Linked DNA regions of Xenopus tropicalis: region 2 is linked to region 1. Evidence: chromatin contacts called from public Hi-C data. All regions are on one chromosome and are shown on one strand. The core of a region is the stretch at or near the end of the contact, and the rest is flanking DNA. Distances in the headings are between cores, read along the strand shown.

Region 1 (7,652 bases), core at 382-2,881:
TATTTTGCCTTTTTTTGTTTTACAAAAGAATTATGTTTTTTATTATTTCTTGAGCCAAGAAGGAAAATTAAAGCTACTCCATGTTTGTCCCTTGTGAGATAGATAATTAAATTACCAGTGCATGGATAATCCCCCTGCATAATGGAATCCTTCCATTCTATTAATGTGCCTCACAAAAACTTTTTTGGGAAGGAAGAGGGGGACTCATGATCTAATAAATGGCATTTTATATATATATATATATATATATATCAATCCAAATGGTGTCCGCACTCCAAGGCTCAATATTCTGCGGGGTGCTTAGCCAAAATTATGTATGCATAGAAAATAATCATCTGTGGCCAGCACACCCTTCAATGTTTCATCCAAAAATTTTTTTTATTGCAGATATATTGTTAAAACCAACGTTTCGGTCCTTGTTAGGACCTTTCTCAAGGATAAAAAACAATAGTGCATCACATCTAAATACCTGTGTACCCTAGCATGTGAGATTGGGCACCTAATTTCACATGCTAGGGTACACAGGTATTTAGATGTGATGTGATGCACTATTGTTTTTTATCCTTGAGAAAGGTCCTAACAAGGACCGAAACGTTGGTTTTAACAATATATCTGCAATAAAAAATTTTTTTGATGAAACATTGAAGGGTGTGCTGGCCACAGATGATTATTTTCTATATATATATATATATATAGTAGTTGAAAATGGATCTGTCTACGCCAATGAGGACTGCACCCAGGCAATCGGTAACCATTTATTTCGTGAGTGCTGTGCATTTTGAACTGTATATATATATATATATATATATATATATATATAGTCTCTTAGAAAGCACTCACGGTAAAGTATAAAAATGAAACAGTTTATTAAACAAAAAATCTGTAATCTATAATATATATATACCTTGTGAATATATTAATACATATATCTAATTTCCTAATTTACAGGCAAGGCACTGCCTAGTACAGGTATGGGTCTATTATTCAGAATGCTTCAGACCTAGGGTTTTCTATAATTCTATACTTTAAAGCTAATAAAAAACATTTCAATATTAAATACACCCTGGGATTATTTTGCCACCAATATGGAATATTGCTAATTGGAATCAAGTACAAGATAGTTTTATTATTACAGAGAAAAGGGAAATAGAAAATTAAATGATTTGCTTTAAATGAACTTATGGGAGATGGCTTTCCTGTAATTCAGATTGGATCTCATATTAATAATATTATTCACCCCTCTTACTAGGGTTACGGTTCTTTTGAGAAAGCAGACAAATATTCCACACCAATAAGTGTATACAAAAGTGAATGTATTGAATAATCAAGAGATTGTTACAATTAAGTGATAAAACTAAAACGATATTTACAATTAAGGATTAATGCCTAGTCTACATCATAGTTACCAACAATAACAAAGTGAAAGAAAACATGGTGGTCATCTTCTCTCTCTCCATCAGGCCCTCATAGCTTCCCTATGGGTCATCTGTTGGCTCTTTCTCCCATCTCCAGTCTTCATGTGCTGTCCTCCTATGCTCCCTCGCCACACACTGCCCCATCTCCTCACAGGCTGCCCCCACAGCTAACATCCCAACTCATCAGATGGAGAATAATAAAACTCCCAACTTGCCCATTGTCCACATCCTGTTGAGCGAGTTTCTTGCATGCAGAAATTAGTTTTATAACTACTGTAGGAGACATACAGCCCAACTACAATTCACAGGAAAATCCTTTGATATGTATATTTTGAGTCTGGGTGTGACTTGGAATATAAATTACCTGGAAAACTGACTCTGTAATCAATACAACTCCCCCATACAGTGTATAACACATAAATATGTATAAGGCCACAAACACACACATATATAACAAGGACTAATGGCACCCAAAATAAGCAATTTCTTAAACAGGTTTACAGATCCCATACTGTCATGGGGGGTAGGCAAGGTATGGACACATGCCCCAGGGTTGGGAGGCAATGGGAAGGTGAATTAAAACATTCAGTGGTTTGGTGGTTTTCCAGTGCATCCTCCTAGGTCTGGAGGGGTGTTGCCCACAGACCCATACACTTCCAGTCATTAGCCCCAAATCTCTGTGAGCTTATTTAGGCAACCATTGGCATATAGCAAAGTTTTGCACAGGTCATGAGCGCTAGGGGGCCTATATGCCCCAGCAAGCAACTTCAGGGAGATCATATTAAATAATACAAAATTAGTACCGTAGAAAATTCCCCCTTCTGAAACCTACACACTTTACATATTAGCCTTTCTATTATTCATTTATTCTGGAGTTTTTCCAGTGGTGTTTCCAGTGGCATGAGTAAGTTAACATATACTATGCAAATATTGGAAAAAATAATTTTTACCATATTAACATGGTCCACCAACAAGAGAGAAAGTGTGCCCACACTTCAGTTTGAATCTGTATTCTTGCAGTGCTGGGTCTAAAATGGGCTAAACTCATTTATGGTTAAAATTATCGATTTCCCCTAACTGGTTGTAAAGCTGGAGTGGTGCCCGTATTGGTTTACTGTTCACAGTAACACAGCAAGTTTCTCTTTAGTATTTTCTCTGTATTTTTCACATTCAACTTGCACTGGAATAACTAAAATGTTTTTTACAGATGCCCCTGTTTTGGGAAACAGACATCTTATCAATTTAAAATTCATAAAAGTCGGCAATTTACCTGCTTCCAGATACAGTACAATATACTTCATAAGTACAGTGTTTGAGCAGAATCTATATCTATGTAGTATAAGCTTAAAGGGGTGCCATCATTAAAATGTAATATATGCCTCATCTCACAATAATATGAAATGTAATTAGTTAAAAATTGATTCTGCTTGGGGTAAGTGCTGTGCAGGCCATACTTGAGTGCTTTTAATGCTGCCCACATACTTGCATTGAAAGTCAGAAACCCAAGGTAAATGTTTTGGATCCACCACAGTTCTGACACCTATACTCTTCAGTAACCTTCTCTCGGCAGTCTCTGTCAATTTATTGCAGGAGCCGGAGTCAAATTTGCTTAATAATTTAAGTCACAATTATTGGAGTGTGCTTTCTTTGCCTAGACAATATATCAGGGCTATCTGTCTCATCCAACTCTGATACAAAGCTCCATATAGAGACACAGACTGCAGAGCTATAGTGAAGAGTAACTTGTTATTTCAGGAATAGTACAGGGTTTTTAACTGATTTTATGTAGAAAGTTTTGTATTGGGTGTTAACTAAGCTACATAAATCCCTGTTGGCACAGTGATCCTGTTGGGTTTTTTAAAATGTTTTGTAGCTTTAAAGAATGGTGCTACGCTGAAAGATCCCTTATCTGGAAAAGCCCATGTTCCAAGCATTCCATGATAGATCTCACAGTAAAATGATTTTAGTTAATGACTTGGAATTTGGCTTTGATAATGAATAATAAAAAAGTTAGTTGAACCCTATAAAAATTCTGCTTTTCGATTGCCTAACCCATAACTTGGACAGTCTTTGCCTTTCCTAACATTTCAAGCCTGGGAAAAAGAGCATTAGCAGAGATCTAGTATTTTACTTATTATAGTGATTTGCATGATTCTAAACTAGGTTTACAGGTGCAATTTAAAAATATTTTTTATTAGATGCCCGCTGTATATTTTTCGCTTGCAAGTCGTTTCTAATTAGCCAATGAAGTACAACTTCCAGGAGCCCTTGCCATGGAACTTTGCGGCTAGACAGAAGGGTGAGGAGCAAATTATGTGTTTTAAATTACTTATTAGCAATTTGGATACTGTGTGGGAGTTATAATTAGCTTGCGGTAACCTAATATGCATGGTCACCATAATTACCTGAGGCTGAATCCATCAGTAATTGTCGTCATCTTAGATCATTCATCCATGCTTTGCAACTCCCATTCATTATCACTTAATTATACCAAACAATCAAGCTTGTTAGACAACGGCAAATACACATTCACACCGTTTCTTTCGCAATGGAAGTGTCTCTGGCATAAATAATGATGTGCCTTATCTGGTCATCGGAAATGGTCTTATCCTAAAATTACTGAATTGGCTGAAAGCGTGACTGTGTATTAAGAATTAGTGGGTATGAAGCAAAAGAGGTAAAGGCTGGAAGGCAAAAAGAACGGTTCTCATGAAGCCTCCGAACATATGGTGTTGTGCATTATTAATGTCCCAATTAAACATGGGCCTTCTCTTGTTCTGTCACCTATAGGGAGGTGTCCTTTGGTTGGCAGCCAATAAAAATCAGAGAAAATGATAGGATGAAAATAGTTAAAAGTGATAATTGTCAAAACATATATTATGTATTATGACAGCAATAATATTGTCTACTTTTTATTTTTCAGTTTAAAAACGCCTTTTTAACCTTTTCAAGTGTCAATTTGCTAATTGGCAGTGCCTTTTTTCCCTTGCACATCAAAGGCATAGCTTAGGGATACATATGGTACCAGTCCACGGGAATTATCCAAGCTAAAACTGCAAGTTAATAAAAGACTTCTTTTTGTATTGTTTATATACTTCTAGGTTTTCTGTATGATTTAGCTGAATGTAGCTTCTAAACCAGTACTTTTTTAGATTAAAAAAAAAATCTGAAATTGGAAGTTGGAAAAGATGTGGTCAAGCTGTAAAGTCATGATAAAATCCTGTGCAAAGTCAGGATAAACTCCCATGTACTTTATAAATAATTTATACTTGTGCACAAGTGGAAATTTCTGATATTTGGTAAATTGTATCCTATTGAAGCCGTATTGCCACAGAACATCAGGTTTTTATACCAACTGTTGTGGTCTGTACAAAACATAGGTATTAGATCATTTATCCAGAATGCTTGGGACCTTTGTCTACAAAAAAAAATTAAATAGTTAATAAACCCAATATGATTGTTTTGCCTCCAGTATGGATTAATACTATTTTAGTTGGGATCAAGTAAAAGGTTCTGTTTTGTTATTACAGAAAAAAGGAAATGTGTTTTAAAATTTTGAATTATAGACTCTATGGGAGATGACCTTCCCATAAATAGGAGCTTACTGTATAATGGGTTTCTGGATAATGGATCCCATACTTGGACATATTTCATGCAACATGCAACTTTAGCTGTATTGGGTTGTTTAAAATAATTTGTGTTGATCCTTCATTTTTAAATAGCTTTAACTGTTATTTGCTTATATACCGCTGGACTTCAAGTTGCTGCAAAATAAGCTTAGCTCTCTAATTTCCACAACATGTATTTTACTGTTTCTGTGATTTAGTAGTTAAGGAAGACAGGAATTGCTTCCCAACTAATTGATTCAGAAGTTCATTAAACCCCTCCCATGATAATTCGAATTTTACAAAATGATTATTATATAATAATGAAACAAGTACCTTGTACCCTGATGGCAACTAAGGTGTATAAATCCATGTTGGTGGCAACACAATAATATTGGCTTGTAATTAATATTTAATTGGTTTTCTAGCAGACTTAAATGCAGAACAGTGGCAACATTCAGCAAATGACAAAACAAGGGATAGTTTTTTGGTGAATCTTCAGTACAGCAATGGACTATTTTAGCATAGTATAGTCACTTTAACAAGTAGCTTTTTTGGGGAGCCAGCGTCTGGGTTCTTAAAATTTGATTGTTTAGCAGTAACATTTCTCTGTTTTTGGTTCCCTGATCAGAATAGACAGAAAGTGATAATTGTGTTTGGGTTGGGATGGGGGCTAAATTTAAGGCATTTTCTACAAAGATTCCTTCCCAATATACCAGGGACTATTCCATGTATAAATCCCCAGAAAACATGGCAGCATATATTCAGTGGCAATTTCATACTCTGTGCAATCCCCCAATGCACTCATTCTGTCATCATGCAGTGGGGGGAGGCAGAGGCGGTGATTGGGGTTGTGTTGCCTTGTGTGGACATAGTATTTGTCCCTCCACATGGCAGAAAAATAAGGGTCCAATTTTAAGGATAATAACCCAGAACACATTGTAGGATTAATGCATTGCCCACTTTATGTATTATGTAACATAACATATGCCAGGAGAAATAAAGTGTCAGTTCCATGTATAATATCTCTCTCCTGTGTGTTTTGGGTAAAAAGTTTGGGAAGGCTTACTCTTGAAACCTTCACTGAAATCCATCTATTCTGCCCAGACAGTTCCAGACTTGCTACCCATTAGAACTCACACCTGCTTTTGGCATTCACAAACCAACCCTAATGTCATACAATAATAAATATAAAAATGCAGAAATGGACTAAAAAAAACAAGCTACCTTTGCAAAGGGACACTTACAGTACTGTTCTGTTAAAGACCTTTTGGTATGATATAGACTTTGGTATTCTGAGACAATATGCAATTGGTCTTAATTTTTGATGTTTTGTTTTTTAGTTATTAAGCTTTTTGTTCGGCAGCTCTCCTGTTATATCAGCAGCTATCTGGTTGCTAGGGTCTTAGTTAGCCTGGCAACCAGGCAGTACTTTGAATAAGAGACAAGAATAGGAAAGGGTCTCCATTAAAGTAATAAAAGGAACAATAACAATACAATTATAGCATGAAGGAGCAATAGTTTTTAGCCCCCATTGGAAAGCTGGAAAGAGGCAGAAGAGAAGAGCAAATAATTTAAAAACTATAAAAAATAATGACAATTGCAAAGTTGTAGTAGTAGTAATAGGGCATTCTATAACATACTAAAAGATAACTTAAAGGTGAACCAACCCTTTAAGTTTCTTAATAGACTGATTGCCAGCCTTGAGCATATATGTTTAGATATTAACACATGCATTATTTCTAAAGGACTCTCTATTTTTTATATTTTTTTCTAATTGTACCTATTTCTTATAGCTGCTGCGTTCTTCATCATGCCTGGATGGAAGCTTGTCTAATTTTATTCTAACTGGAAATATGCTTTACTGAACTACTCCATTTTAGCACTTCTTGATCTACTTCTTGATTTATTCATATATCTATATTTTGATTTGTGTATCTGCCATTTCTTGTTAAGCAAAGATGTCCTAATGTTGATTAAACAACTGACACTGGTTCATGCAAACATCTGCATTTGCCAAGTGCACTATTTCTGCATCCTGAAGACTGTAAAAATATAAGTGCCTGAACTTGTTTTGATTCTTGATTCCTTGTTTCAGCTCCTGTTTGGTTCAGGTGTGCTCGTGTCCATAAGCCTTTCAGGGCCACAGCTGGAGAAAGTGGTGATTGACAGGAGCCTAGTGGGGAAGCTCATTTCCAACCCCATCAGTGATGGTAATTACACCCATGTGCAAATCAATTGCAGACATTAACAGATGCACCAGAGAAATTGTGTGTCAACAGGTAGAGTCATTATTGCCACTAGGGACTTACAGACACAACAAGTAATTGCACGTAATGCTGCAGTTACAACCATCACCACCAAGTATAAATTTCTCTTTCTACTTAACATCAAAGCTTTCTAATTCAGTGGTGTAAAGCAGACATTTTAACTCGTCAAATACAGAAATACTGTAGAGGAATAGCATAAAAACATAAAAGCCTGGAACAGTGAACATATATGTATATATATCTTTATTTATAAAGCGCTACTTATGTACGCAGCGCTGTACATGGTTTGCTCTAAGCAGTTTGCCAACACATCATAGGATATATACATCATATAGCAGTCCTTGGGTTCATAGCTCTGAATA
Region 2 (7,059 bases), core at 532-3,031, 170 kb after region 1:
GAAAATTGGTCAGCTGTTGATTGGACATGTTTAAAACATCACTGGGGTGATTACTCCGATAGCCTGGCCACAGGGGCAAATGATTGGATCAGTCCAATATCACCCACCTCAAGCTGGGCTTATCAGAAATAATTGACCTCATCAAACCAGCAGATCTTGCAATGTATGGCCATCTTAAGTCTGCCTCATATACTTCTTATATGAAACACTTATCTAATCCAGAGAAAGAAACTGTGGAGTATCAGGAAGTTGGTCCACAATATGGGCTGTGCTACTGAAACCATTCAACAAAAAGACTCCAGCTTCTCTATACAAGATCCTAAGCACAATTAACTGCTTAATTAACTTAGGAGTCACTTTGTATCTCAAATGGATCAAGTGCTTTTTTGTTGGTAGTTACTAGTATTGGACATTTCCTAAAAGTAAGTGGGGTCTTAAAAGTGGCATTAGAAGAACATGTGCAAAAAAATGTTATGGGCTCAATTCCATGATCTCTTTCTCATCTCTCCATCAGGATAAAAGCACATAAGGCAATTTTCAGAATTCTGTCATCCAGGTGCTTTGTAGCTTTATGGGTGTGGGAACAAATGTTTAAAATGCGCCCCCAATCACACTGAGTGGCAGTTGCCTAAAAGGGATACAAGTCCACCAATCATCTTCTTGTACCAAGTACCAAGTTCCCAAAATGCTGAGGACTTTTTTGTCATTGAAACAATCTTGAATGTGCCTTTAGAACATTTTTAGTCACAGGTTAATGGTTAATGCAAGAATATAGAGTTCAACTAAAGGAAAACTATACCCTCAGAATGAATACTTAAACAGTTTATATCATGTTAAGAGGACAATTAAAGAATATTACCAAACTGGAACATAAATATTATATATATATATATATATAAATAGAGAGAATGTCGGCACTCGCAGGGTTTCCACATAAGGAAAGTCCGAGTACAGGACTGAAACGTTGGAAAGAATAAACAACACCGTTTGTATTTAAAACCGTTTATTTTTTTGTCCTTATGTGGAAACCCTGCGAGTGCCGACATTCTCTCTATTTGTCTAAAACTTTTAGCTCGAGCACCCAGGTATTGAAATTTTGAAGGTGTGCTCCCCAATCCTACATTTTATATATATATATATATATATATATATATATATATATATATATATATATATATATATTTCTCAAAAGAAAATATATAAAAGGGCAATATATATATATATATATATTGCCCTTTTATATATTTTCTTTTGAGCCACCATTTAGTGATGGGCTGTGTGGTCCCTCAGAGATCACCTGACAGGAAATGATGCAGCTCTAACTGTAACAGGAAGTAGTGTGGGAGTAAAAGACAGAGCTCTGTCCATTAATTGGCTGATGTAACCCAACCTATATGAGTGCCCTTGGTTTGTTTGTGTGCACCGTACATCATATGATCCCAGGGGATAGTTCTTAGTAATTTCTAAATTCTAAAAAATCTAAATTTCACAAGGATTCATTTAGATGAAGCAGGGATTTACATATAAGCTGCCTCAGTTCACAGCTAACTGTAATTAAAATAAGATGGAGGGAAGCTTTGTCATGAGAAAATAGGATGGAAGATCTTTCCGTTTGTTGCAAATAAGAATATGTATGTATAAATGCATTACCCTGCCCTTAGACAAAGTATCACTCTATTAAATGTGTAAAATCCAGCCTTCAACGTAAGCACCCACATGCAAAAAACAGAGTCATCTTGTTTGACTTAGCACATCAATGCAAAAGCAAATGAACTACCTAAGTGCCCTAATTAACTGCTTTGCAAGTGAATGCAGACATTAGTGCAACACTGCACCCGTTAAACTCTCTTGCATGCTAGGTTTGTTTCAGTTAACATTTCAATGCACCAATTAAATAATCATTTCTCCCCCCACACAATTAGTCAGTGTGAACATCATTTGCTCAATAACTATGTATTTAAGGGGGAATGAGACAGGGAGAGAGCGTTTGTTGGGGGCCCTAGACAGGCAGGAATATTGCACATCACACAGTGGAGAACATATGCTTGAGAATATCTTCTTTGTATTTTTAGTGCCATTCCTTGAAAATATCCCTCCTTTTTGAGCTCATTTAGTTGGGCTTACTGTATATAGAATATAAAACCATTATGGTCCTTCACTGTATTATGGTTTTCTTTCAGTCTGTGTAATCAAGTATGTCTGTGCAAAATAAATACATTTACAGTATATTCATTTCTGATGGTTCAGACAGTGTTTGTGCACCTTTTCTAAATGAAGGAGCTCAAATAAAAATGGTAAATTTTTATTTTATTTGCTCCATGACCCTGAAATTCATGAACTTGCTTCATTTTTACTTTTTAACACATAATCTGTATTATATATTTGAAACCAGTTAGTATAAAAAAGGTATAATCAAGAGAGCATGCCAGAACATTCCCAACCTGTGCAAATGGCTACTTGCACAACACAACTGTCCTCCATATTCCCCCTTTCTAAGAACCTCATGAACAAGATTTGTGGATAGGAATCTGCTGCCCCCTATTTGGCGAAAACCAATCACATCACCAATTCCAAGAAAGAATTGCCATCATCACCATGTATGCATGTATTACTGTACTGCCCTACATGCAGAATGAACAAGCTCATACAGAGCGAACCACAACAAATATATAACTTGCAGCCTTCCAGTTCTTTGAGTGACAAGCGCAGAGATCCTCAGTCAAACCACTGTAAGCAGTTCGCAATGGCTAAGGGCTGCTGGTTTGATAGATCTCATTAAGAGCTCTTTGTTTAATACATGAAAAGGACAGAGAGAATGCAGTTAGCAGACAATGCCATTTGTTAGTCGGTGCCATAATCTCAGGCTGCCAAGATTTTCCCTAAGAAAAAAACCATAGCCCTGGATCACTGCATGGATTTAACCCATTTTCGGGATATTCCTTATTATATTTGCGGGATGCTAAATATGGTCACTCCTCCACAATAATTAAAATAATATATACACCCTATTACAAAATGAGGTTTATGTTAAAAATATGTTATATGGTTTATATTTTATTTGACCCAGATATCCAAAACCTACAGAGTACCGATGTAGTCATATAGCCAAGATGGCAGAAAGCTTGCTTGCCTTTACCAGGCACTAACATTAGAATGATGCATCTCTTTCTTGTTAACCCAACAAGTCATAGATATTACCAATTGTTTAAATCCATATTTTTGCATTATAATGTCCAATTAAAATTTAAAGATCACTAGCAAGTACTTTTGTTTGTTGACTATACAAAAACATTTAACCACATGAATAAGCCTGTGAATTCAATGCATTTAGCAAAATAGCTAACCACTCTATGGCCTAAAGGCATTAAAAGCAGCTCAAAGGTCAATAATTGTGTTTATGTTTATTAAGAAAGAAGCAACATTTACTTGTTTCTTTAAAGACAAGGTAAGAATAGAGGAGGGATATATAAGGCAACCGAGTGAATCTCTGTTAATGACACCCATTACAATGTCCCATTATAGTAAAGGTACTGCAAGGCACCCACGCCTTGGGGAAGTTCCACACAAAATCACTATGCAAATGTATGGATGTGCACAGATATAGACATGTACAGACATACACAATATAGTCCAACACCCTGTGGTTGCACTACACTTGTTACCTGGCTGTCTCTTGCCTCAGCTCTATTTTAAAGGATGCTTATGGCTATGGTGACAGATGTGCTTCACCTTAACAATCCACTCTATCAGACTGGTGAGACATTTGTCTGATGATGACATGTTCTCATGGAAAACTGCTGCAGCAACAGTAGTTCCCAATTGTGACTGGGTAGGGAAAAGATCCCTATGCAAGCTACAATGTCTGAGGGTAAAGGGGATATTATATAAGCACTATTAGGAAAATTAGAGATTGCCTTACTAACTAAGGTGTAAATACCTAACAGGATACTGGGAGTTTTATAGGTCTCTCTCAGTGAGGTGTGAGTACTTAATAAATGGTTTGGCCCAACTTGCCTTTGTGTGACTATAGTTGTAGGTGGGGTTCAAGTGAACCAGTTGCCCATCAGAGTAGTACAGTGTTCCCAATAAAAAAAATCAACAGAGGCACGTGTCAAACGCTGTAAAACCAATGAAGGTGTCAAAAGGTGTCAAATGCCTGTCTTTGTGAAATAAAAGAAGTTCCTACATCCATCTTGTCCTTTCTCTTGCTCTTTAGGGGAAGCGTATACTCTGTTCAAAAATTCATCCTTACATAAGCAAAATTAAATTAATAAAGTGCCAAAAACCTGTAAGACACCAGGGATGTTATTTTAAAGTAATGAAAACGGCAAATTCATTGCCAATGGGTATTTACAGTTTGGGAGAGGAGGACCAAATTCTGGGAATACCCCCACCATCACCAAATCTTCTACTGCAATAGCCTGCAACCATAAGTGCACTGGTCATGCCAGTGTCAATTTATAATGTGACTGCCACATTTTTAAATGACTATCACCATAGAAATGAATGGGAGGTTAGCATTTGGCCTCTGCTTTATGACCTGTTAATGGCCGCAGGTGGCAAAATGCTGGAAATCATCACATGTACTATAGGCTAATAGCATACAGTATGTTTTGTTGCTCACGCTACATTGCCTCAAATGCAGGTGGCAGAAATGACTTGGTATCAGCATGAATAAAAAGAAAATATGTAAAGTGACTAAAAGTTTACTTTTATAAAGTCCATTAGCACAATGGATGTGTGCATCCCCTCTCTGTATAATCAGTGTTTGGGCCTGCAAATATGCATAACCTTGTTTGTAGGAGAAGGCCTTCATGGCAAAGCTGCAGGATATATAGACAAATGTGGGGTGAATAGAGTGCTATCCACTGATTTCTATGGACAGGTCTCATAAAATTGGTTTTTAGATTTTTCTCTTTTAGATTCCATTATTTGCAGAAGACTTAGACCTAAAGCTGCTCACTATAAAATATTTTCTCATTAGGGAATCATATAAAATTATACTGTAAAATACAAAAGTACATGTATTTAAACCCGTAGGTATTTATTTGAAATGATTTCACCTATAAAAACAAGATGTGGAGCTCTTACAGCTAACGAAAACAAGGGTCAGTTTCTGGGAGATGCATTATTCGAATGTGCAAAAGATAACATTTAGCAAAGTACCAATTTCTCTCTTTTACCCCTGTAGGGCTGTAATAAAATAGCGCCAAATTCTGATTTGGGTTACAAATAAACATTAAAACAGATCAAATATAGTTAAAATCAAGTTAACATGCGCCCATTTGATTCCAAGTGAATGTAAAATTAGTAATATTTACAAACTGAACAATCTAGGAATTCTCCATGATTTCATAGTAAGAAGACTAATGGGTAATGGCAAGGATATAAGAGCTATATATAAGTGTAGTCGGCCACTTCTCCTATAAAGGGGTTAAGGCATTTGAGTTGGCCTCCTTAAAATCGTGCAGCACCCTGGAATTGCCCGACAAAAGGCTTCATCCCTGGGAAAAAAAACATTGTCCTTTTCAGAATGTTAATCTGGTATATCACTTGCTTGCTGGTACACCCCTGCATGTACTTCTGCCTGTGCAGACAATTAAAAGAATACATTTATTTAATGCGCCTTATCATTCAACATTACAGCTTGTAATTCATGCTAACTAGATAATCAAAATTGTTTTCCCCCCTTCTCCGTCTCTTTATTTAAATGCTCGTTTCTTGATGAAACTTGGTGGATGCTGCATATCTTACGATTAACGGACAACGTCTAAAGCATCCCCGTCCTCTAATCTCCCTAAAATCCCTTTTCATCGGATTGTTTAAGAATGCTTGAAAGGCTAACACCAAGTGGTAGGCTACTGCACATGTGGGGGGGAGGGGGGGCCTCTGTAGGTTAGCTAATTAAACTGTTTGTCTGCTGAAACATTTAACTGGCTTTAGAGATTATTCTAATTAAGAATGATGTTAGATGTATTTTTTAATGTAGCTATTAAAATTAGTCATGATCCAACTATCTTATGCATTGAACTATGTAAATAGAGAAGGGTGCACTTCCCGGCTGATTTTTTTTTTAAACGTTAAAGAACCATACGTCATAGTTTATTTCTCACAATGTGCATCAGGGAGCTAGAAAGTACAACTGTACCTGTTAGCCAGGCCTGTCATTCCAAGTACACAGAGGCCCAAACTGCCACCCACAGGCCCAATAAACAGTGAGTGTCTATGGCATCTTATAGCAGCCCCTCTAGTATTTGCCAGAATCCAAATACTGCCAGTCCGGCCCTTCTGTTCAGCATAGAAGGAGAATAATAAAAAAGGATTTATTATTAAAAGTACTGTGGATGTGAATTATTCTTTTGTCTGTTAAGCTATCTTATATATAATAATATATATTTATTATAGTAAACTGGGGCAACCTTCTAGATCAATTTTATTTAACTTTCTTGGCTTCTTACTGACAGTCTTTAACAAATGTATCAAAGCTATTACCTGTGTCAGGTCATTAGAATGAGTTTGAATGCTTTGAGTAGTCAAATGCTTTTCTGTTCTATGTGGTAGTATTGCTCAGTGTTGCTGGGCTCTAGGGCTGAGCACTAACACCCATTAGAAACCTTGCACCCACATTGCATACAATGTAAAAGCGATCTAGAATTTAATTCACAGAGTGTGGCAAAACTGCTGCAGTGCAGATTTATTATCTGGAAAATACAAAAAAGCTCTGAATTATGAGACGTGTATATCCCACAGACTCCTTTTTAATGAAGTATTTTAAAACTGTAAAACATATTTTCTTATCCTCTTTAATAATAAAACAGTACTTATACTTGATCCCAACTAAAATATAGTGAACCTTTATTGGAGGCAAAACAATTCTATTGAATGCACAGAGATAGGTTTGGTTTTACAGTAGAAAAATGTACTTGGATAATAACAGATTCCACTGAATCACTTTTACTTTAAACTGCCCCAATGACTCTAAGGGGCATTAAACTGACAATAAAATGGATCAGAAAAAGTTTTCGGTCCTTCCTTCTTGATAATGCAAAGCTAATTTCA

Evidence for each region. A called contact is a pair of places that touch in the nucleus more often than the background predicts.
Region 2: a contact with region 1 is called in a Hi-C map of gastrula embryo, with 2.2 times the contacts expected there. The contact joins two enhancer-like sites. A contact is called at or near these places in 3 of 5 Hi-C or Micro-C datasets (gastrula embryo, neurula embryo and tailbud embryo).

The regions. Positions count from the first base shown.
Region 1 is chr5:32,799,025-32,806,676 of UCB_Xtro_10.0, forward strand. wdpcp (WD repeat-containing and planar cell polarity effector protein fritz homolog) reads left to right here. Exons shown (of 19, transcript XM_002939317.5): 8 at 7,119-7,233. Among named protein-coding and RNA genes, the nearest start is that of wdpcp, 37 kb to the left of the region's middle. Within about 2 kb of position 1,632, at least 4 of the 11 cell types and tissues checked have an H3K27ac peak or open chromatin away from gene starts, as enhancers often do. A contact at or near this core is called in gastrula embryo, where this site is marked.
Region 2 is chr5:32,965,855-32,972,913 of UCB_Xtro_10.0, forward strand. The region is part of intron 21 of ehbp1 (EH domain-binding protein 1); the gene reads right to left. Among named protein-coding and RNA genes, the nearest start is that of otx1, 52 kb to the left of the region's middle. Within about 2 kb of position 1,782, at least 2 of the 11 cell types and tissues checked have an H3K27ac peak or open chromatin away from gene starts, as enhancers often do. A contact at or near this core is called in gastrula embryo, where this site is marked.